Linked DNA regions of Mus musculus: regions 2, 3, 4 and 5 are each linked to region 1. A link is a contact called in public HiChIP or PLAC-seq and promoter capture Hi-C data. All regions are on one chromosome and are shown on one strand. Each heading gives the region's core, a stretch centred on a gene start, on an enhancer-like site or on the middle of the called end of the contact. The rest is flanking DNA. Distances are from core to core; before and after follow the strand shown.

Region 1 (4,343 bases), core at 879-3,378:
TGGCTTTCAGAAGGGGTCAGCTCCTTCTTCCATGGTCCAGGAGTCATCAGGCTTCGGTAACCAGGCTGGCTATACCACCAGCCCTAGACTGCATTAGTTTCAAAATAAACTTGGGCCACTATCTCTGAACGTCAACTTTTTAAATGACAGTTAAAGATTTTGAGAGGAAAAATTATCACTTAACCTGTAAACATTTCAAATTCTGTAATGTCCAAAACTGATCTAATTTTCTTTCCTATCAAGTCTATTCTTCAAATGATACTTTATTTATCCACCCAAGCCAGAAGCACGTTTGACTCTTCTTTCCTACAGTCAGTCAACTCCTGCTAATTTTCTTTTCTCTTTCTGTAGGAGAAATATACTACTACTCAACCTCTACTGTAAGGTTGGCAGCCCTGAGAACTCCTCTTTTAGTGTAGCATGTTCTGGATGCATTCCTGCTCCAAATAGAATGAGGAGAAGGTATTTCCACATGCAACCTGAGATTGAAATACTACCTAACTGCTGACTCTACTTTCTCTGTACCCCAGGGCTTAATGTCAAGCCAATCACCCACAAACTTACCATTTTCAAAAAGAGTCATCTCATTCATTCTATCTTAACTCTAAATACTGTAAGCACAATCATGTTAATCACAAACTAATTTTAATTATGTTTGATCTCCACATCTTTTTCAGAGTAAGTCCCCAGTGACTTCCAGGCAATCTAATCTATACAATATGGTATCTGATTTGGCGTGGCTTTACCTTTTTACCTAAGATCTCTACACTGCCTGCCTATTCATTACACCATATTTTAGTTACTTTGCTGGCTGCTCCATAAGCTACCTTTAGGTAACCACACTAGATCATGCTTCCTTTTGCCCAGCTCCTCTGTGATCTACACAGTTAAAACAATTTCTGTATACTCTTAAACGTAAACCAACATGTTATTCTAGATTGACTCTCAGTTCTTCAGACCAGCATTCCGATTATTCACATTAAAATTTCCAACTCCGTAACTGTATGCCCGAAGTACAGTTGAACATATGTTACGCAATGCTCGAAATATTCAGCCATGTACAGTACACAAAATCTACATTAAGGTTTGCTATATTTTGGGTACACATTTTAACAAAACAGTTAAAAACAATATCTTAGAAAAAATCAAAATGAAAATGGAGGGAAAAAAAAACTCCCCCAAAACGTTGGGAACACGAGGAAGGATAAACTGTCCTATTGGTTGAGTAGTACGGAAGGAAATAAAGTCAGAGAGAAATTCAGAGCTAAGCATGTGGCCTCTGAGCAAAAGCACTACCTCGAGAAAACTCAACTTCACAGGAAGTCAAAAAAGGAGGGAGTAAAAGAATTGCGGGAAGTAGAGTGCAGACCCGCGTAGACGGTTATCTGTGGAGGTCCGGAAGAGGTGCCCACATACGAAAGGTGAAAGTTCTGCTTTTGGGAAACTAGAATCTCGAGTTTCTGGGCGGCTGGAGCCTCAGACACCACCCGGGGAAACACACGCCCTAGACCGGCTGCTCCGCAGGACCGACAGCCTGAGCGATGCACCTGACCACACTGGAGACAGGGAGGCTCCGCAGGGAAGGGACAGTGGAAAGGACAAGAGAAGCGCGGAGGAGATGATGAGGGAGGGAGACAGGGAAGGAGGACGCTCGAGGCAATTCAAGTGTCCGAGTCCCAAGTCCGGAGAACACAGCAGTGCACAGGCAGAGGGACTCCTTCCCCTCGTGGTGTGGCTCCCAAGATCACTGCGGAGACGCGGCCGCCCCGGGCCGAGGACGCGGCAGAAGCCCTACTTTCCACACACGCCGACTCCAGTCCCTGAAGTCACTTCTCCGACGCCGGGCGTCGGTGGCGGCAGGTGACCGCCTGGCCCAACGCGGGCCTCCTCCCGGAACCCCCGGCCCAGGACGGTCCCCCTGGTGCTCACCGAATCCTTTAATGAGCTCGGTGAAGACCCCGGGGTCGCTTTCCATGAGACACCACTCCCCGGCATTGCTCGACATGGTCCCCGACCACACACACACCGCCCCGCTTCCACCTCGCGCTCTCCGGAGCCCCGCAGCACAAGCTGCCACCGGCCGCAGACCTCAGCAAAACCCGCCGCCGAGCGTCAACCCCACGTCACCCCGCCTACTTCCCGACAGCCTCCGGGCGCCGTCACCTGCCGCGCGCCGGAGCACAGAAGGACGCTCTAGCCACCCGGGAGACGTCGAAACGCCTCTCCTGCCTCTCAGGATCCGTAGCGCCCTCTGCCGGGCCGGAGAAGTAGCGGGGCCTCGGAGCGCCGGAGGGAGGCACATCCGGGACCCTTGGCACCCCAGAGCTGGGGCGGGGCGATGGAAGGGGCGGGGCTCGAGACGGGGCGGGGCGGGGCTCGCTCCGACCCGAACCTGGAGCTGTCCTCGCCCTTTCGGGCCGCCTCCTATTCCTGGTGCGACGCAGGCTTTCTGTAGGCGCCGCGGGTCCTGAGCATCACCTTCCAGGTAAAGGTGGGTCACTGCAGGCCTGCTGCGGGCCGGGGAACCGCGTTTTGGGCAGTCCCAGCGATCCTGGGCACTTGAGGGCTGGCCGGTGCGCACTCTCTTCCAGCCGCATCCCAGCGTCAGAGGCCAGGCAAAGCCTTCGCCGCCTCTGTGCTCCGGCACCCGCCGGAGGAGAGCATGGACCGACTTCGCATCTGAACATTTCGAACCTGGCCTAGTTGCTCCGGGAGGATGGAATCTTGGGGAACTCAGGTCAACTCTCCCACTTGCAAAGCTCCTGGCGAGCGAACGTGCCAAGGCCCCTTTTCACTCTTTTCTCTCTTCCTGCGGCTTTGGCATAGAGGCGTTGTCTCGGATACCGGTTTGGGAAGGAGCTTTGTGGGAAGACCGAAAGGAAATTATCTTAGAGGAATAATAATCAAGGAAGGGAGAAAGATTTCTCGTCCAAGGGATGAGAGACTCATGTATCGGGATGAAGTGCCTTACGGAAAAATGCGCACCATCCCTCTCCCGCCACCCCTCCCCCCTTAATAGTGCATTATTTTAAAAACACTTGAAATGGTTTTGATGAATAGAACAAAAAATAGCTATTTGTAATTAATACTTATCATTCTTCGGAGGTGGTTTTATTCATCATTTCATAAAAGTATGTTCCAAGGAAGGCTTTTGGCTTCCACAGGAAAAATTTTTGCTCAGAGCATCCTACCATGGTGACATCTTGCCACAGTTCCTCAATACTTTTCATTGCATCGCCCTTAATGGAGTTGATATTTTCATTACCTTTGTGTATGGCATATCCATTTGAACCTGGGATCCTGGCTTTGTAAAGTATTATAGCTTCATTACTGTAAAATTAGCCTTGGCTTTTATTTTTAAAGAAACTGCGTATTTGCTTGACTTCTCAGGGTGAAAAAAAAAAAGTTAGCCTTTCCAAATTACATGAAATATTGGCTTAATGTTTGTGTAAATTGAAGGAAAACATGGTAATCTTTGTACTAGTAATGGTACGACGTATATAGATTGTAGTCCAGAAGATCTTGAAGCAGAAGTGTTATTACATCAGTGTCTTGCTATCTGGTTTACATTCTGCATTAAGAGAATGGACAACATATGGATCAACACATCACTGCTTGGCCTTATGTCGAAGAACAAGTGTAAAATGCTCCAAATGTTGCCATAGTTCTAACAGTTAAAGGCTCTAAAGCTTTAATTTATAGAGATGTTAGAAAACTTCAAGTGGTATAAATTCGGGAGACTGTTGTTGTGTTTAAAGAGGTCAGAACAACTCAAAGAAGAATTCACTTGATTGGTTTTGACTTAGGCTTATAGCACTTGACTCCATAGGACTAGACTACCAGAAAACCAGACTTTGATTTGCCTCACTGCCCAGCTGCCTTCTAAACCACTGGACTGCAGCTTAGGGTTTTGAGAAAGGGGACACTGGCAGTTGAAGAAAGAAGGAGTTAAGCTACTGTTAGTTGATGGAAGCTGTCTTGAAACTCAGCTTGAGTCACTTCATTAGTATTACTAAGATACTCCTAGCGCTTGGTACATTCCAAAAGATTTTGAAACTATCAGGAACCATTGTATCTCCATGTCATCTAATGTCGCCAATTTTAAAGTAGTTTGTATTTTAGCCCTTAGTAATAAAAAGGAGAATGAATAGCTTGAAGTAAACTGCCATTCGATTTTCTATATTTAAATGTTTTTATTGAGACTTATATATGCAAAGAAGTTTTGTAGGTGACCTAGTCACCAGCAGGGCAAGGTGCAATTCCAAGGTGCCTACTCTGCAGCCAGAAGAGGTTCTCTCTAGGGACTTCTACTCAGGTGTAGCTGGGACCCTGACTTAAACTGC
Region 2 (4,661 bases), core at 1,191-3,690, 520 kb before region 1:
AAATTTAAAAGGTTGTATGTGACAATCCAATAGCCAACATTATCCTAATTGGAGAAAATTTCAAAGTAATCCTATTTAAAATCAACAATGAGACAAGACTGTCCACTACCCCCTCCTTTTCAGCGGAGTCCTTGAAATACCGGACAGAGTAACAAAGAAGGAGGAGGAGGAGGAGGAGTAGGAGGAGGAGGAGGAGGAGGAGGAGGAGGAGAAGGAGAAATACAAATAGAAAAGGAAACACTTCTCTCTTTTCTTTTTCTTTTTTTTTTGTTTTTTGTGTTTTTTGTTTTGTTTTGTTTTGTTTTGTTTTGTTTTTCGAGACAGGGTTCCTCTATATAGCTCTGACTGTCCTGGAACTCACTTTGTAGACCAGGCTGGCCTCGAACTCAGAAATCTGCCCGTCTCTGCCTCCCCAGTGCTGGGATTAAAGGCGTGCACCACCATGCCCGGCTCTTCTCTCTATGTCTAAGTGATATAGTATTATACATATGAGATTCTAATCCACAGGAAATTTTCTAGAAATGATCAACAATTTCAACAAAGTAGAAAGTAGAAAGATATAAAATCATAGACTTTTCATATTTCAACAACAAAGAAACTGAGAAAGTTATCACAAAAACACTCCCATTGTCTAAAACAAAGTATCTAGTATTATCTCTCAAAGTTATGAAAGAGGGTGGATGGGATAGGAGATTTGCAGAGGAGAAACTGGGAAGGAGGGTAGCACTTGAAATGTAAATAAATAAATAAAAAGATTATAGTTATTCTCAATTCATGAAAGTTTCAGTTTTCAGATTTGCAAGAAATGAGTATTTAGTAAAATGTACAGAATCCCAGTATGTTCTCTTAAGGAAATAAAAATACTTATTTAAGAGAAAACTATAGGCCTGATACAGTGGCATTCTAGTCATCCCAGAACTCAAAAGGTAGTTGACAGGAATTCAAGGACAGCCTCTGCTACTTAGGGAAGTTGAGGTCAGCCTGGAGCTACATGAGACCTTGTCTCTAAAAGCTCCTCTCTCCCCCAACAAAAAAAGTGACAGAAGTAAGAAAATTGGACTTTTCATACATCAAGTATAATATACACATAATGCTTCTCTGCCTCAGAAAGAAATGCTGATGGGTGTGGCTGTGGCTGAGTTTTAAGAATGTTTGAAAATTTCCCCTGTTTAGTATCAATTCAGTGTCATAACAGAGAGGGACTGGTGGGACATTCCCTTACAATTCCTTTAGAAGGATCTATGACACAAGGAACTATGACTCACTGTGTGCTCTCCCATAAAAAGAAACACCTCCATGGATACCTTGAAATTTTCCAGAAACAATGACCTTATCAAAATGTTTGGTGTTTCTCCTAACATTTAAAAACTAGTCATGTGACTCACTTAAATCCCACCTCATTAGCTCTCAGGGAGGCCTGGAACTTTTTTTCCAAATTTAAAAGAAAGTGATAACTTCTGACCTCACAGGAATAACACAAACATTTTTAAAAAATGGTACAAATAACATTAAGTAATCAATAGAGATTAATATGTGTATCTATAACACTGGTATTTTACTGCTATTTACTAAGAATAGTATTACACTCAATACTTCAAGCAATATATTACAACTTTATAACAAGAAAACATGAATTTAAGGAAACTCTCCTGTCTACACCTTGGGGCTACTATGAAGGTTCCAAATGATTGATTCTATCTATATTTGGTATCGTCAGATATTTTCCATGTTTTTTCTACACTGAACATTAATGAGAATAATATTGGTGGAAAGCCTGAGGAAATCTAATTAGAGCTCATGGCTGAAATAATAGTCTTTTTAAAATTATGAATGTTTGTTTACTTTTGGAGGGGTTAAAAGTTAAAAATAGGATACCAGCAACCTTTGGGAACTGGACTAAATGCTGCTATAGTGAAATTCATCATATATGCCATAGCACCTATGTGGATGTCAGAGAACAACTTGGAAGAGTTGGGTTTGCTCATTTCACTATGGTGTATGTGGCTCTCAGAGATCAAAACTAAGGGGGCAAATACTGATGGTCAGAACTTTTACCTGCTGAGAAATCTCATCAGCTAAGTGTATAACTGTTTTTTTTTTCTAATTGTGAACATGGTAATAATGATGATAAAATTGGGAGAAGTGAGTTAAATTATATGTGGGCTGTATAAACTTAAAAGTAGATCCAAATAGAAAGTTTTTAAAAATATCCCCTTGCCTAATAAATTTCACTTCTCCAACAAACCACCAAAAAAGAAAAGAAAAGAAAAAAAAGCAAAGGCTTTTTACACATAGGGTCTGAAGGCTGGTTTAATGTATTTTTACTTAAGTTGGAATAGTGAGCATGTTTATTGGTCATTTTCTGAGTTAACTCCATCTCTCATCAAGGAATAAGCACCGCCTCTCTTGTCTCAATTGACTAAAAAAGTTAAAAATAGGATACCAGCAACCTTTGGGAACTGGACTAAATGCTGCTATGGTGAAATTCATCATTCAGGGCAGTTCCCACTTTTCTGTACTTCTTTATTAAGACTGATTTTGCTATTATCCATTGCCTTGGGAGAAGGATACATCCTCCTTAATCTTTGAGATGGGGCCTCTCACTGATAGAAACTCAGAGGAAGTGAGGTTGGCTTGCCAGGAGGCTCCAAGAACCCCTCTGATTCTGGCTCCACAGCACTAAGGTTATAATTGCTCTCTATCACAAGCAGCATTTTCTATATGGATTCTAAAGATCGATTTCGGTCGTTCTGCTTCTAAGGCAAGCCCTTTACTAACTCAGCAACATCCTCAGCCTCAAAAGTGAAATCTCTTTCTGTAAAGAAAGGTTAAGTTTGACGAACAGTATCAAAGAGGCCTCTAGGAAAGCATCATATCCTGGTGCTAGCCAGTGGAGAGTAGACAGCTCACCCTATCCAGGACATAACAGAATGGATCCCCACTGGCCTCTCCAAAACAATACACGAATGCTCTCTGCCTGTGTCCTATCTCTTAGAGACTCTACCACTTCTTTTTTTTTTTTTTTTTCCATTTTTTATTAGGTATTTAGCTCATTTACATTTCCAATGCTATACCAAAAGTCCCCCTTTCCCACCCACACCCACTCCCCTACCCACCCACTCCCCCCCTTTGGCCCTGGCGTTCCCCTGTACCGGGGCACACAAAGTCTGCGTGTCCAATGGGCCTCTCTTTCCAGTGATGGCCGACTAGGCCATCTTTTGATACATATGCAGCTAGAGTCAAGAGCTCAGGGGTGAGACTCTACCACTTCTAAATACCACTACACTAGGGGACAAACATTATCACACTGTCCTTAAATAAATACTTGAGATGTAAACAAACTACATTACTATACTACTATACACAATATAAAACTAAACACAGTTCTGCAATCAACAAACAACATTTTTTCACTGATCAAAATTTTAAAACTGTGTTCCTCTTAATAGTGTGAAACTTGCACCAATGACATGTCTTCACTCAAGCCAATCAGAGTACTCTTGCAACACTTAAGGACTTGCTTTAGAAGTTAAAATAGTTTCATTTACACACGAAGCTAACTTTCTTCCTTTTTCTATTATTTTTGATTAGATGTTTTCTTTATTTGCATTTCAAATGTTATCCCCTTTCCTGATTTCCCCTCAGAAAACCATTTATCCCTTCTCCCCTCCCCCTACTCACCAACCCATTCACTCCCAGTTCCTGCCCTTGACTTTTCCCCACACTGGGGCATAGAGCCTTCACAGGACCAAGGGCCTCTCCTCGCCTTGATGAGAGACTGGGCCATCCTCTGCTACATATGCAGCTAGAGCCACGAGTCCCTCCCTGTGTTTTTTTGGTTTTGTTTTTGTTTTTTTGATTGGTGTTTTAGTCCCAGGGAGCTCTGGGGGTACTGGTTAATTCATATTGTTGTTCCTCCTATGGGGCTGCAAACCCGTTCAGCTCCTTGTATACATTCTCTAGGTCCTTTATGGGGTCCCTGTGCTCAGTCCAATGGATGGCTGTAAGCATCCACTTCTGTATTTATCAGGCACTGGCAGAGCCTCTCAGGCAACAGCTATATTAGGCTCCTGTCAGCAAGATGTTGTTGGCATCCACAATAGTGACGAGGTTTGATAGTTCTATATGGAATGGATTCCTCAGGTAGAGCAGTCTCTGAATAGTCATTCTTTCCCTCTCTGCTTCACACATTGTAGCTGTAACTCCTTCCATGGGTATTTTGTTCCCCTTCTAAGAATCGAAGTATCCACACTTTGGTTTTCTTCTTGAGTTTCATGTGTATTGCGAATTGAATTGTGGGTATTCTGAGCTTCTAGGCTAATATCCATTTTTCAGTAAGTGCATATCATATGTGTTCTTTTATGATTGGGTTACTTCACTCAGGATGATATCCTCCAGTTCCATCCATATCTCTAAAAATGCCATAAATTCATTGTTTTTAATAGCTGCATAGTACTTCATTGTGTAAATGTACCACATTTTCTGTATCTATTTCTTTGATGAGACATTGGGGTTATTTCCAGTTTCTGGTTATTAAAAATAAGACTGCTATGAATATAACGGAGCATGTGTCATATTACATGTTAGAGCATCTTCTGGGTATATGCCCAGGAGTGATATTGCTTAGTTATCAGATAGTACTATGTCCAATTTTCTGAGAA
Region 3 (4,666 bases), core at 2,077-4,576, 550 kb before region 1:
GAGTTTTGTCTGTTTGTATGTCTGTGCACCACATGTATCTGTGGTATCCAAGGAGGCCAAGAAAGGGTTACAGGATGTCCTGGAACTGAAATGACAGCTGAAGTGAGCTACCATGAGGGTTCTGGGAAGATCAGTCAGTTCTCTTAACCCTAAGCCATGTCTCATTCATTCACAAACACAATGACTTTAAAACAATAAAAAGAAATGTTTCTATTTATTAAGTATACATTATGGATTTGGCTTCAAATCAAGTAAAAATGCTTATATTTCTCATGGCTGTTAAATTTTCATAGCATTCCAAGTCTAATCCAATGGTTCAGACTTGATGTTCTAGTTTCCTATGAAAGCAAAGGCACTCAAATCAGTATGGCAGTTCAAAATATCTCACATCCAAGGTCAGGGAAGGCAAACTGTATACTCCGCCTTGCAAGATACTCTTGTTTGTTTGTTTGTTGGTTGGTTGGTTGGTTGGTTGGTTGTTTTTGTTTTGTTTTGTTTTGTTTTGTTTTGCTTTTGTTTGTTTGTCGAGACAGAGTCTCTCTGTATAGTCCTGGCTGTCCTGGAACTCACTATGAAGTCCTGGCTGACCTCAAACTCAGAAATCTGCCTGCCTCTGTCTCCGAAGTTCTGGGATTAAAGGTGTGAGCCACCACTGCCCAGTGCAAGATACTCTTGAACTACAAAGACTTGCCTCTCACCTGTAACTCACGAAAACAAAACTACTTCCTGTGGTGTGATGGTAAAGAGTGGAAAAAAAAACTATAAACAAACCTAGGAAGAAGAAATGAGACTAATTTGACAACTCTTTGCTTTCTCCAAATCCCTTTCCCTCAGGTCCCATCTCCTTCTAATTCTTGGGGGTCAAAGGTTAACTAACCAGTGAAGCTAAAAGCAGCTTTAATGAGTGTCTAGTGATGCCAGTTAACAAATGAGGATAATCACACACAATCTACTTAAAGCTATATACACAGCAAAGGAATGGCAAACACACACTTGTATAAAATCCAACCTAAGTTTCCTGTAGTTTATACAGTACATGTTTAACCCACGTATTCTACATTAAATGAGTGTGTTACCTACTCTCCATAAACTTTCACATTCCAAAATTATGCTTGACTTCATCAACACACATGTGCCCACGTGATGATGTGTATGCACATAATGTCAGCTTGAAGAAGAAGCCCATGTACCCTGTTCAAGACTGTAGCTATATGTGCTACATATGACTTTATGACTATAAAGACATGCTGATCCAAGCCTGGTGTAGGGGTGAATGCTACCACCAAAGACACCTGGCAGTTTGGTGACAGAGGCAAGAAGGTCAAGAGTTCAAGATTATCGTCAGTCACATCGGAATTATGAACCCAGCCTGAGACTCTGTCTCAATTAAAAGAAAGAAAAGAAATAGAGTTGGGGGGGGGGAATCTTGATCCCTTCTTGCCAGCTGTAGTTCAAGAAGAGACAGACATCTGAACAGAGGCATAGAAGACATATAGTTTTCATGCATTAAAGAAGCTAAGCACGTGTGCTTGCAGACAGGATACTACCATGGCTGTCCCCTGAGAGGCTCTACCCAACAGCTGACTGAGACAGATGCAGATACATACAACCAAGCATTGCACGGAAGTCAAGGACCCTATGGAAGAGTTGGGGGAAGGACTGAAAGAACTGAAGGGGATGTCAAGTCCACGGGAAGACCAACAGTGTCTACTAAACAGGAGTGACAGGAAAGGGGCAGCACTTTGATGTAGATAAGTAAAACAATTAAAAAAAAAAACTAAAAGAAGCTAAACACAGGGGTTGCCATCCCACAGTCAAAACTCTGACCCATATTTGTTCCTGTCTGAAAGAACTGTGGGGATAAAAACAGATAGGAGCCTGAGGGGAAGAAAGTCTAGCGACAGGTCCAAAGTTGGATCCAGCTCAAGGGGAGGTCCCAAGACCTGACACTATTACTGAGGCTATGGAGCCTCACAAAAAGGGACCTAGCATGACCACACTCAGGAAGACCCAACAAGCAGCTGAAAGAGTCAGATGCAGATATTTGTACCCAACCAATGGACAGAAGCTGACCACTGTGGTTGAAATAGGGAAGCTGAAAAGGGGGGCGATCCTGTAGGAGGACCAGCAGTCTCAATTAACCTGGACCCCCAAGATCTCTCAAGCATTAGACCACCAACCAGGCAACATACAACAACTAATATGAGGCCCCTAACACATACACAGCAGAGGACTGCTGGGTCTGGGTTCAGTCAGAGAAGATGCACCTAACCCTCAAGAGACTGGGGGACCCAGGAAGTTTAGAGGTCTGGGTGGGTGGAAGGTGGGTAGTGGAGACATCCTCGTGGAGACAGGGGGATGAAGAGGAGATATGAAATATGGAAGAGTCAGAGGGTGGACGGGGTGAGGAGAATAAACTGTGGAGTGTAAATAAATAAATAAATAAATAAATAAATAAATAAAACGCAGTAACAGTTCGTTCTATCTATGGCAACATATACTCCATATTGTAAGAGCATCTTTGTAAGACCTGAACTCAGTAAAGAAAACAGGAATATATGAAATTCTTTTTTCTATCTTTGTCTTACTTGCTTTTATTTTCAGTTAGGCTATAAAGAAAATATAAAGGGAACTCTACCACCATGTATCCCTGCTTAGTTTCTGAAATGCAGGGCTTATATACAGTTACTTTGCAAATATTTATCAATTGATTTTTGGTTAGAGGACTGCTGTTAATTTCTCCTTCCCAGATATATTCCCTCCATTTCTTTACCCTTTTCTTTTCTTTTTTTCTTTAATTTTTACCATATTATTTTTTCTTAGATATTTTCTTTATTTACATTCAAATACTATCCCCAAAGCTCCCTATACCCTCCCCCACCCCCTGCCCTGCTCCCCTACCTACCCACTCCCGCTTCCTGGCCCTGGCGTTCCCCTGTACTGGGGCAGATAATTCTTTACCCTTTCCTTAAACACTGCCTAAGTGAACATTTCCTCAGTGCCTGCAAGCTCCCAGGCCCTGAGCTTAAGGGGATGAAGAGACTCTGCTGCGTTTGAAGAACTCAAAGTGTGCAGAAAGGCAAAGGCATATCATGAAAGAACTCTTTTTGGTGGTATGTAAACATTACATTGGAAGTGTTTACCTTTAAAGTGGCATTGGCATTTCTCCCAAACTACCACATCTCACATGGCCACAAAAGGACTCAGAAGCTTTTGAAAGAAAACAACTGTCAGTAATGATGAATGCGGAGATGGCTAGACATAGTGTATGAGAACGGATATGGGTGGTTTTGTAAGCACCATGTGGTTATGTGGGACACGCATGTTGAATACAGGCAGAGACACTTTACCTAAAACTTCCCCTTGCAACTTGCGGATGTACATGAGCCAGTGTGGAAGTCTCTGCTTCCGGAATAAGAGAGCTGACTAACCAGCAAAGCTACATGTTGCTCATTTCAGCAGTAGTTTACTTTACTTGAGGCAATATATAAAACTTTTGCAAAATTACAGCAAAGGAACTTGGGTCAACCACATTAACGAGGTCATTTCTGTAGGCTGTGTCAGGGCTTCTGTCTGTATATTTTTAAAATAAACAAATTCAAAAGATGCCAGCTTACATGGATGGAATCTCTCAGTATGTGAGATGAAAATCATTCAATTGAGAGAAAATGATTCAGCAGCTTTTGTTTAAGTGAACTCTCAAAATGATTCTCAATGGAATTATATGCCCTATACCTATTGCTTGCATGACAATGTTTTAGATATTTTGATGAAAAGATAGAGAAAATGTGCTCTTAAAACCTTAGTGAATTTTCAAGCTCTTAGCAAAGTAATCTATAGGCCTATTAAAAAAAACAAAACAAAACAAAAACAAACAAACAAACAAGCAAACAAAAAACTGGCAAGAAGGCAGTCAGTGATAGAGCCCGCAGTGACCAGGGCTGATAACCAGAGATCTCTGTATAGTTGGGTAGCAGTAACCATGAATTTGATCAATTCAGAAAGAAACTGCTTTTGATTGCCAGAGAAAGAGAGAACCAACAGATGAAGGGTGTGTAAGAAAAGACAGAGGAGGAGAGAAGCAGTGGAGAGAAAGCTTTAGGGACTTTAGGAAAGACATGAGACTCACTTCAGTGTAGAAAGGTGCCCTGGAGAGAAGAGAGAGCTTCAGGTTATAGTTCAGGTTGAATCAAAGTACAATGTGGGCACACACCTAAGGGCTCATGGCACCTTCAAAGGATCAAAGTGCCCGCTGACTAGATACCACCAGAAGCTCGAAGGATGCCAGCGTCCCAGGAACAGACCGGGAGTCAAAATCAGGACACAAAGCTTGGTAATGATGAATGAGCTCCACTAAGCTAAGATCAGCAGTTCTTCAAATACTTTTGTCAAATAGATTGCTTGATACTTATTTATTATGATTATGATGATGATGATGATGATTTGAAGACATTCTGCATAAATTTCATTTCACTTTACACTAAAACAAAGTTATTATGATCACAGACTATGTTCATTCTTTCAGAACTTTGTTTAGAGGTGAGAAATCTCCTCACTTTTCAGAATCCGTGTTTTCCTTTGTGATTTCTTGAAGCCAGATATAGACAAGGAATCCCCATAAACAATGCTGTCTCCAGTGTTGTCATTGTTTAAATATATATATGTA
Region 4 (4,548 bases), core at 1,314-3,813, 1.0 Mb before region 1:
ATGTCTTGTAGGCAGACAGGACTCCCAGAGGAGGGATACGACAGCAACCCACTCACAAAATCTTCAACCCAAAATGTGATCTGCCTACAAGATGTGCAAGGAGAAAGACTGAGCAGAGACTGTGGGAATGGCCAACCAATGACTGGCCCACATTGAGACTCTTCCCATAGGCAAGAACCGATCCCTGACACTGTTAATGATACAGTGTTATGTTTGCAGAGAAGAATCTAGCATAACAGTCTGCCACGGACCAGCCTCAGTCAGCCTTTCTCAATCCGTGGGAAATTAGGGTTTCAGACAGGTGGGCATGGAGTTGGCGACAAAAAGGGTGACAGACAGGAACAAAAGGGAGTGCTGTATCTGGATGTATTTTCTCAAAAACGAGCACCAGTCTTATAATACAGAAGAAAAACAAGAAAGCTAGGCGAATACATCCATCAAGGTACACTGGTTCCTAACACACACACACACACAAAGAAAATGCATACATAAAAATATAGCGGGAACCAGGCCGTGTTTACCACTGAGAATAGGAACAACCCTTAATTAAGATCAGCTAAATATAGAAGCCAGGTGAATGCTCTGATACAATGCTAGTCTATTGTTAAACCCACCACAAGGGGTCCTTTAGTAAATACCGGATTGTGCTATTCCTTTGGGCCTAGTGAAAAACCTGAACCAGGGGAATTCCATTTTACTAACCCTTTCATGAATACTACTACAATCCATCTATTTCCTAGGCCATTGTGTATTCCTGTGTATGGGTGTGACTCCGCTATTGTCCTAAGTTATTACTATGCAGACTAGCCCTGAGCTTTTCTAGCTCTATTCAAGTAAATAGTAATGCCTGATTATTTTCACTGTCTCTACTAGAAGTAAATTTGAGTGATACTGAATAGGTAAATTCTTACTGAATCTCAAGCTCAGGGTCAGCTTCAAGGACTTTCAAGGACATTGGAACACTTGGGAAGGCTTAGCTATATGTCAACATCAATCCTTAAAGGCACTCATAATAAAACAATACTGAAAGAGAGCACACAGATCCATACACCAGACTAACATGGGGACAGGTTTTGAGTGTATTTGCTATGAGAATGCCAAGGTTCCAGGATACTAAGTTTCCGTGAAACTCTTTGACTCTGGACTACTTTGGTCAAGTAGACTTCACTGAAGTGGATATAGCAACTGTCCTCCTGGCTCCACCCAGCAGCCAATGGAGAGAGACACAGAGCTCACACCAAAACATCAGATGGAGCTCAGGGAGTTTTTATGAAGAGTTGGGAGAAGGACTGAGGGACCAATAGAGGTCAGTGACTCCACAGGAATACAGACAGAGTCAACTAACTTGGCCCAATGTCTAGAGCAAGAGCTATCCCTCAAAAGCAAAGGGGAAGGTAGAGCAGGGGGAGGACTTGCATGAGGGGATACTGGGAGGAAAGGAAAGGCTGACATTGCATTGCAAAGTGAATAACTTTCAAATCATTTGAAGTAAAAGTCATAGATTTTGAAGTTTCATTTTTAAATATACACAAAATGTTCTGTAGCATCAAGTAATAAATATGCTGAAGTCAAAGCTAGTATCTATATTAAATATATTGTTAAATCAATGATTCAAATGAAAATACACTTTCTTTTGCTTTGTGTTATTTGATTATATATATATATTATAATTTATAAAAGTTAAAATAAGTTAAAAGCTGTTAGAAAAATTACATATATACTGTTGATCAAACATGGATAATTACTGACTTTCACTTTCTCTAGGGCTTTGAATTTTGATTTCTTTTTCTGAAAACATGAGTCCTCAGATAGATAAATATCTCAAAGACTTTTAGATTCAAGAAAAAGTAAAAAAAAAAAAAATCAAACTCAGAGTTGTCAATTTTTAAATCCGTTAAGTTTGTCAGTTTATTTTAGAATAATGATATAAACAAAATATACGATGTATCATTAGTATTTGAAGCTTTTCATTAAGAAGAATGTTTTTAACAAAAAATTGAAAGATGTGCTCAATTCTAAGACTATAAATACTTTCAACTGCAAATATGAGAATACAGTATAAAATTTGCCATATTCCTTTTCTCATTTCATTTCATATACTTATCCAAAAGATTCCGATTTGTTTTAGATCACTTTATGGACTGATGCTTTAAATATATTAAATTATGTGAGTTCTATTCTATCTTTCATTCATAAATGGCCTCTTGTCTTAATGTTTATGCAATTTATTAAGCAAATGTAATTAATCAACACTTCAGTGCAGTTTGTGAACAAATGAAATTTATTAAGTCAATTTACTAAAACTAAATGAAATTATAGTTTAAGGAGAGCAAAACTAAGCTGCTCATGTTTGATAATGCTTTGCCACAAGACATTTTATGTCCTTTGGTAAATGACAGCACCATTCACATTACTGAAGCTCCTTTCTCTGCGGGCTTGAAAGGGAAGTAACGCTGTGGTAATACCAGCTTTTATCTTGAAGGCCAGAAGCGGTTTTGCAAATGTGTGGTATCATTTCCTTCAACAATTCAGTACAAGACCAATCTTGAGTTCCTCATTTTCAGACTTGCAGAGGCAGAAACACAGCTCTTCACTTTCTTTCATGTTATTTTCTCTTTTTGTAAGAAAAATCTGAGGAAAGATTCGGGATAGCGCTTTATTCAGGATGTTTTCCTATGAAATAGCATTCATCTGTGGGAGAGAGAAGGACTAAGGAAATCTGACATCTGTTGGTCACTGGGACAGAATATGGATATGTCACTGGTTTTCTTCTCTCAATTAAATATGTGTGAATCAAAAGAGAAAACTTTTTTCAAACTAATGCATGGGTCAGGGAAAGAAGAAACAAGCATCGAGGCCAAAATCAGGTAAAATTAGAGATGTCTTCATCAACTTTGTATCTAAGTAGCATGATTGATGAATATCTGTGAGCTCTTACTTTTTAAATACTTTGTTGAAAATATATTGATTGGAGTGCTGAAAATGACAGGGGAAGCGCTTTAGTTTTTTAAAAATGAAAATAAATGTTATTCTAATGTAGTTTCATTTTTTTTTTGAAAAAAGTCAAAAATTTTAACCACAACTAAGCATTAAAATAATAATTAATGAAATAGAATCTCAAATACTTATCTCTTGTTGAAGTAAAAAGGATTTTCTGTGGTGCACTCTATGCTAATTTCTCTATTTACTGTTTAAATCATAAGTAAAGGAGATGAATTTCTGAGTGGTGTGTGGGTGTTTATGAATTCCAAATTTATTTAGCAGGTTAAATAAGACTTCTGGGACATCAGAAATGTCCTGAATGTATTATTGCTTTTACAGAGCGAAAGAAAAAAGGAATAGACTAAGTCTTCTCCTACAGAGGCCTGACTTCCATGGAGAGACTCAAGCCAGTAGATCTGCCCTCTTGGCCAAAGAAACAAGGTGGGGAGCATGAATTCCTTGGGAGGGTAGTTTCCTTATTCTGTAATTGATGATTAAGGAAAAAAGAAATAAGAATCTATATGCTACTGAAAATTACATAGTGACATGAACATTGTTCAATATTTTATTCCTGAACACTGAGAATAGTCCTACAACTCAACCACATTCATAACTCAAGTCAAATTACCAGAAGCATGAAAATTGTTCTCTTAAAATTAGTAGATCTGTCCATTATAAATGATATACTTTATAGCCAATAAATTGATGAAATGCTACTTTGTTAAATATTGTAAATTTATCTTAAAAACAGGTTATGTATCACTCTCCTCAAAAGTTTTTTTTTTTAAATATTTTATGGATGACCGAAAGGAATGCACAAATAAAGAAAGTTTTGTAACTTGGCTTAGCATTTCCTTAACTTGAAAAAGTAGCTTTTTATATTAGCTTACAACTACTTAAAATTTTAATATGTTTAGTTAAAGATATAAAAGTATTTCACTCTCTTCTTTATGAATGTCTCCAATCATATAAGAAAATAGATTTTCTTACCCCCTTAAGACTAACTAAATTTTGTGCATTAAAAAAGAAGAAGATGAAAAAAGGAAAAAACATCACATTGTGGTTACAAATTCCAGGAAGTTTCTTCTTTTTAAAAGAGCTTTGAATGATACCGTCTATGGTTTCTTATTTGTATATATATATATATATATATATATATATATATATATATATATATAATCTCTCAACCTGGTTTCTCTCTTTCTCTTATTACTTAAAAACTCAAACAATTTTAACACTTTGGTGAACCCTGAAATATTTCATTGTTCAATGGGGAAAATCCTAGAGTACTGATGAAGGTTCCACTGTTTGATTTGGGAGCGCTTAGGCCATTTCAGTGGAGAGCACTGACTGCAGGGTCATCATACCCTGATCAGAAGCAAACATTTTGATCATCTATCATCAAACATTTTCTTTTCTGCACAGAGTCTCTCCTGAAGAAGCAGTGAAATGGGCTGAATCATTTGACAAATTGCTCTCTCATAGAGGTTAGTGGGACTGTCCCCAAACCTTCATTCCTTTATAAATATGAAGCACAGATACATGTGTTGGTAAAAAAGCGGATAG
Region 5 (4,586 bases), core at 1,605-4,104, 580 kb before region 1:
GAGACAGGGTTTCTCTATACAGCCCTGGCTGTCCTGGAACTCAACCAGAGATCCTCAACCAGACAATATGCAAAGAGTAAGAGTCCTTGGAACAGTCATCCCTAAATGTGATGTTATGTCTCCATTATGCGCTGGGGAAGAGGAGGAAGAAAGACTGTAAAAGTCAGAGGGATGGAGGACATCAAGAAAACTCAAACTTCTAAGCCCAATGGGACCAATGTACCTGACAGAGACTGAGGCACCATGCACAGGACCTGCATAGCTCTGCACCAGACCTAGAGGGGTCCTAGATCAGAAAGGAGAAGTGGGTCTTCATCACTAACCCAGAAGCAATCTCCAATTAATAACCACTTGCAAATAAGTATTTAGTTTCATCCCAGGGATACCCACTTGGCAAACAACTCTTAAGGGTAAGCCACATGTCCCTGCCCCCCCCCCCCCAGTAGATGGCCAACAGAAAACAAACTCACCTCAAACAACTTTGGAGGTTCCTTATCTCATGATGAAGTATCCAGTCTTTTCCTTTTAAAATTGTATCATATTTATTTTTATTGTATTGTATTTTTTTCTCTCTTTTGCTCTAAGTTCCTTTGCATATATATTATGGCTTCCACCTCAGTGTTTTAATAGGATTCCTTAGTGTTTGAACAAGTGAGTCTCTGTGTCTCCATCTGTTTCTTGTACTTTCCCTTGGCTCTATTCCTTCTGTTTGTTTTTCTTATTCCATTGTGCTTGATTTTATTTGATTTGATTTGATGTGATTTTTTTTTCTTACAGAATTGTTGATTTTCTAATGAAAAACAGAAATGAGGTAGATCTGGGTAAGAGAGGATCTGTAAGGGAGAACTGGGAGTAGTAGAGGAAAGACAAACTCTAATCAACAAATACTGTATGCTTAAAGAAAAGAATCTATATTCAATACAGTGGAAAAAGAAAACCTTTTTAGAATCATATACTTTCTTGAAATAAAGCAAATGAATTTCAGTTAATATTATTTAAAATTGAAACAATTAACAGTTAGTTCTGGAGTTGTTAAGAATTAATAAATCAAGATTACTTGTATAATTACCTTGAAGTGACTTTGTAATTTGACTTAATGGGAGCTGTTATTGTTATTTTGCTAAATGGTCATGTTGTCATACTGTCTTCTCAATATTACGTTTATACCCAATATGTCAGCTGCTCTCAACACAAACGGATAATTTATACCTATAACTTAAATATGTTCCTCCTCCAAGTAACCTCTAGTTTCAACCTAATTGACCTCTAGTTTCAACTCTCTCTATATTTCTTGGACTAAATTATAAAATTGCAAAATTTATACTAAGTGAAAATAATCCCAACTATCCTTCCTTGAAATATAAGAACAAAGGTGAAGACTTATGCGACTCAAGCTCAATAGCAAACTACAGTTGTCAATGCAGCTTAATATTGGTATGAAACTAGGTAATTATGTCAAGTAATCAGAGAATAGTCCACAGATAGTTCTGTACACTGCTAATGGATTTTTGAAAAATATTCTAAGATAATAGAATAAACAGCCTTTTTTAGATAAAAGGTTCTTTGGATACTGGTTAAGTAGTCAAAATATTAAACTTTTTTTTACAATTATACTATTTATCTTTATACTATATATTGTATTCTTACAAATATATTATATATAAATATGTGTATTAAGATGAGTCATAGACAAAATTATAAAGGCTGGAATCATCAATCTTTAAAACCCTTTCAGCCTCGTGACTTCAGGTTTACGTGTCAGGTTGTATCCCTGGAATGAATATGCTGAAGTCCTCGCCTCCAGAAACTGTGACTGTTACTGTGTTTGACCACACAATCTGTTCAGAATTAATTAGTCAAGCAAAATGAGGTCATCTTGTAATACTGTGAGCTCAAGTCCAGTATGACTAGGTCTTTAGGACAAGATAGACATACAGAGGGAAAAATTAACACTTAGTCAAGAATGTTAGTAGAATGTGGTCTGGCCACCATTAGAAGCCAGGAGAGCAACAGGAAACAGGATGCCTTTCAGAACCTCCAGATCATAACCCTGAGAGCAGGCTTTAAAACTTAGTTTGCAAAACTGTGAGGGAATAATGTTTTATATGTGTGTGTGCGTGTGCATGTGTGTGTGTGTGTGTGTGTGTGTGTGTGTGTGTAATCCAGAACTAGAGTACTCCTCAGAGTTGAGCAGATATGCTACAAAATTAAACTGACAAGACTGATCATGTGGTAAGATGGTCACCACCATGGATCATTAGTGCATGAAATGGAAACCACAGTGAGGTGGTTTACACCCACTAGAGTTGATGGTATCAGGTGACAGTCATGGTGGAAGCTGCCTGTACCTCTCAAGCCTCTACTGACACACAAAGGTAGCAAGGAGACCGGGCATATTTCAAGACCTCTGTGGAAGGTCTGAAGCCATGTAGAATACTGAATCCTATACAGTTGATGTTTGTTTGTTTCCTACAGAGTCCAGTGACAAAGTATAATTTTACAAATTAGGCACAATAAAAATTTCCCAGCTAATTATAAAATAGAACATTAATAGTAAGAAACTGTGAATGTAGACCCTCTCTCAAAGCATCACATTGTCCTGCAGAGCTTTGGAACATGGCTGTGTGATTAATATCTTTTATGGAGAATTTTTAGCATTTTACTTTTCAAAAAGCACTTTATAAGTTGTCTATGATACATCCACAGTTTTGTCTTTTCATCTCCCGATGTCATTGCATCACATCTCCTGAGGTATTACAAAGAAAAACATGAAGATTTTCTTAAACGTAAGCACTGCAATACATAAGTGATTCATAGGTGGGTAGTGTGTGCAGCACAGAATGCCGGACAAAGGGATGATTCACATTCCAGGCAGGACAGAGCAGAATGACCTGAGATTTCATCACACTGTGCAGAATGCCTTAGAAACTGTTTATTTCCCTTTAATAGTTTCTAGATTGAAAGTAAATGTCATGGAAGTTAGAGGACTCATATAATATTTTGGAAAATACAGTAGATTATAAAACTAAACGAATGCTCTTATATGAAGTAATTTTGTGTCAAGAGAAATGAAAATATACATTATCAAAAGTAGCTTACTGGCCAAAGAAGTTTTTGTCACAATTGTTAGAACCTATATAACCCTTACTATACAGACTGAGTCTCATAAGCAGTGACTTCTACAAAATACTCAAGGACAACAGCTCAAGATTAAGATGTCAACAGAGTCATTTCTTCTAAGGACATCTGTCCTAAAACTGAAGATGTCTGTCCTCTCCCCCGTGTTCACACAGTGCTGCCTCCCAACACTCTGTGCATGTGTGTGCGTGTGCATGCACATGCACATGCATGTGCACACACACTTTCCTATGTTAACAAATATCTTCCTTTTAAAACAATAATATTCAATATCAGATTAGGGCCAATATGAAATATTTTATTTTCACTTACATTGTTAAAGATTTTATCTCTAAATACACTAATATCTTAAGGTGTTAGGTGATGCAACTCCAGTTATTAAATTCATACCATAAACTAAGTGACCACTGATTAAATTCTGTATGTCAGTTTGACTGGGTTATGATACCCAGCCATTTGTTGAAACATTAAGTTAGATATTACTATGGAAGCCTTCTAGTGTAAGTGAGTTTACAATCAGTTGAGTCTTAGTAGAGTATCCTCTACAATGTGTGGTATTCATTTATTCAGTAGGGGACTTACAAAAAAAATCTAAAGACTCCAGACAAGGCATAATTTCCCTGGTGACTATCACAAAGATAAAATCCCTGAGTTCACAGTTCTCCTGTCTTACAGCAGCCTAAACTTTAACCTGAACTTCCCATGTGTAGCAGGGCCCTATGGATGCTAACATTTTTGGCCCCTCAGCCATGAGTCACTTTGAAAGAAGCTTGCAAACTCAATCCTATCAACATTGTTTTCTTTGAAAGAAAAATCTGAACAATATGGTCATATAATGAAAAGTATTCAGTTATCAGAAGGACAGAATACTCCTAAAAACATGAATAAATCTGACTTTCTATATTGAGTAGAAAGAAATGTCAGAGAGGTAATATGTACATTCTATCCCTCAGTTTCTTGCAGGTCCTAGTCAGGGCAGAATTTGCTGGCAATGACAGAGACAAGAAAATTGGTGTCACCTGCAGTAGAGGAGTGAGGATGAATAGGCACTGGAAATGGACAAGAGAAAAATAACTCCCTGGAGCATTCTGGGACTGTGCTATACCTGGTTTAGACTGGTAGTTAAATGAGGGTGCATCTTTGTCCAGTCTCAGAGAAATGAACAGTGCTTAAGTAAGCATTTCATTCTTTGAAAATACTGTATGTGTTCTTTAAAAGATTATAAAAAGTAACATGGGCCTACAATTTTATACTAGATAAGTATTTTGTTTAAAAATATGATTGTTTTATCAAATAAGTGACTTTCTGTAACAAAATATATTCATGATTGATTTAATGTCAGCTCTTACTTCCACCTTGGATTTTCATTCTTTGTCCTGACTGAACTGATTAACCAGTAGAGGGCATCCTCCATTCATAAGCATTATGAGACCATGGTGATAAATTCA

Evidence for each region. Promoter capture Hi-C pulls out the DNA fragments that hold promoters and counts their contacts. HiChIP or PLAC-seq counts read pairs in DNA pulled down with a chosen protein or histone mark.
Region 2: an H3K4me3 HiChIP or PLAC-seq map of bone marrow-derived macrophages shows a contact between it and region 1, with 2.7 times the contacts expected there. The contact joins the enhancer-like site here to the promoter of Uchl5 in region 1. A contact is called at or near these places in 8 of 39 promoter capture datasets (the C10 cell line, the HPC-7 cell line, cranial neural crest and 5 more), 1 of 484 Hi-C or Micro-C datasets (the G1E-ER4 cell line), 7 of 115 datasets of contacts at active chromatin or transcription factors (the 230-238 cell line, bone marrow-derived macrophages, effector CD8 T cells and 4 more) and 1 of 9 other capture datasets (adipose tissue).
Region 3: a promoter capture Hi-C map of pre-B cells shows a contact between it and region 1, with 5 times the contacts expected there. The contact joins the enhancer-like site here to the promoter of Uchl5 in region 1. A contact is called at or near these places in 11 of 39 promoter capture datasets (the 3T3-L1 cell line, 3T3-L1-derived adipocytes, the C10 cell line and 7 more), 1 of 484 Hi-C or Micro-C datasets (B cells), 10 of 115 datasets of contacts at active chromatin or transcription factors (the NIH/3T3 cell line, the SCID.adh cell line, T-cell acute lymphoblastic leukemia and 6 more) and 2 of 9 other capture datasets (adipose tissue and liver).
Region 4: a promoter capture Hi-C map of the HPC-7 cell line shows a contact between it and region 1. The contact joins the promoter of Rgs18 here to the promoter of Uchl5 in region 1. A contact is called at or near these places in 4 of 39 promoter capture datasets (the HPC-7 cell line, HPC-7-derived erythroid cells, hematopoietic stem and progenitor cells and 1 more), 1 of 484 Hi-C or Micro-C datasets (the G1E-ER4 cell line), 1 of 115 datasets of contacts at active chromatin or transcription factors (DN3 thymocytes) and 2 of 9 other capture datasets (liver and macrophages).
Region 5: a contact with region 1 is called in a promoter capture Hi-C map of the HPC-7 cell line, with 7 times the contacts expected there. The contact joins the enhancer-like site here to the promoter of Uchl5 in region 1. A contact is called at or near these places in 15 of 39 promoter capture datasets (the 3T3-L1 cell line, 3T3-L1-derived adipocytes, the C10 cell line and 8 more), 7 of 115 datasets of contacts at active chromatin or transcription factors (the SCID.adh cell line, T-cell acute lymphoblastic leukemia, bone marrow-derived macrophages and 3 more) and 2 of 9 other capture datasets (adipose tissue and liver).

The regions. Positions count from the first base shown.
Region 1 is chr1:143,775,063-143,779,405 of GRCm38.p6, reverse strand. Uchl5 (ubiquitin carboxyl-terminal esterase L5) reads right to left here and starts at 2,128. Exons shown (of 11, transcript NM_019562.2): 1 at 1,930-2,128. The coding sequence starts at 2,005. Ro60 (Ro60, Y RNA binding protein) reads left to right here and starts at 2,355. Exons shown (of 9, transcript NM_013835.2): 1 at 2,355-2,485. It overlaps LOC115487685 (a small nucleolar RNA gene), which reads right to left and starts at 478; the gene lies at 344-478.
Region 2 is chr1:144,292,965-144,297,625 of GRCm38.p6, reverse strand. No RefSeq gene overlaps it. Among named protein-coding and RNA genes, the nearest start is that of Rgs1, 46 kb to the right of the region's middle. Within about 2 kb of position 2,440, at least 5 of the 459 cell types and tissues checked have an H3K27ac peak or open chromatin away from gene starts, as enhancers often do. A contact at or near this core is called in bone marrow-derived macrophages, where this site is marked.
Region 3 is chr1:144,329,206-144,333,871 of GRCm38.p6, reverse strand. No RefSeq gene overlaps it. Among named protein-coding and RNA genes, the nearest start is that of Rgs1, 82 kb to the right of the region's middle. Within about 2 kb of position 3,326, at least 110 of the 459 cell types and tissues checked have an H3K27ac peak or open chromatin away from gene starts, as enhancers often do. A contact at or near this core is called in B cells, the HPC-7 cell line, bone marrow-derived macrophages and 5 more, where this site is marked.
Region 4 is chr1:144,773,442-144,777,989 of GRCm38.p6, reverse strand. Rgs18 (regulator of G-protein signaling 18) reads left to right here and starts at 2,563. Exons shown (of 5, transcript NM_022881.5): 1 at 2,563-2,867; 2 at 3,322-3,423; 3 at 4,408-4,469. The coding sequence starts at 2,749.
Region 5 is chr1:144,353,474-144,358,059 of GRCm38.p6, reverse strand. No RefSeq gene overlaps it. Among named protein-coding and RNA genes, the nearest start is that of Rgs1, 110 kb to the right of the region's middle. Within about 2 kb of position 2,854, at least 45 of the 459 cell types and tissues checked have an H3K27ac peak or open chromatin away from gene starts, as enhancers often do. A contact at or near this core is called in the HPC-7 cell line, the SCID.adh cell line and pro-B cells, where this site is marked.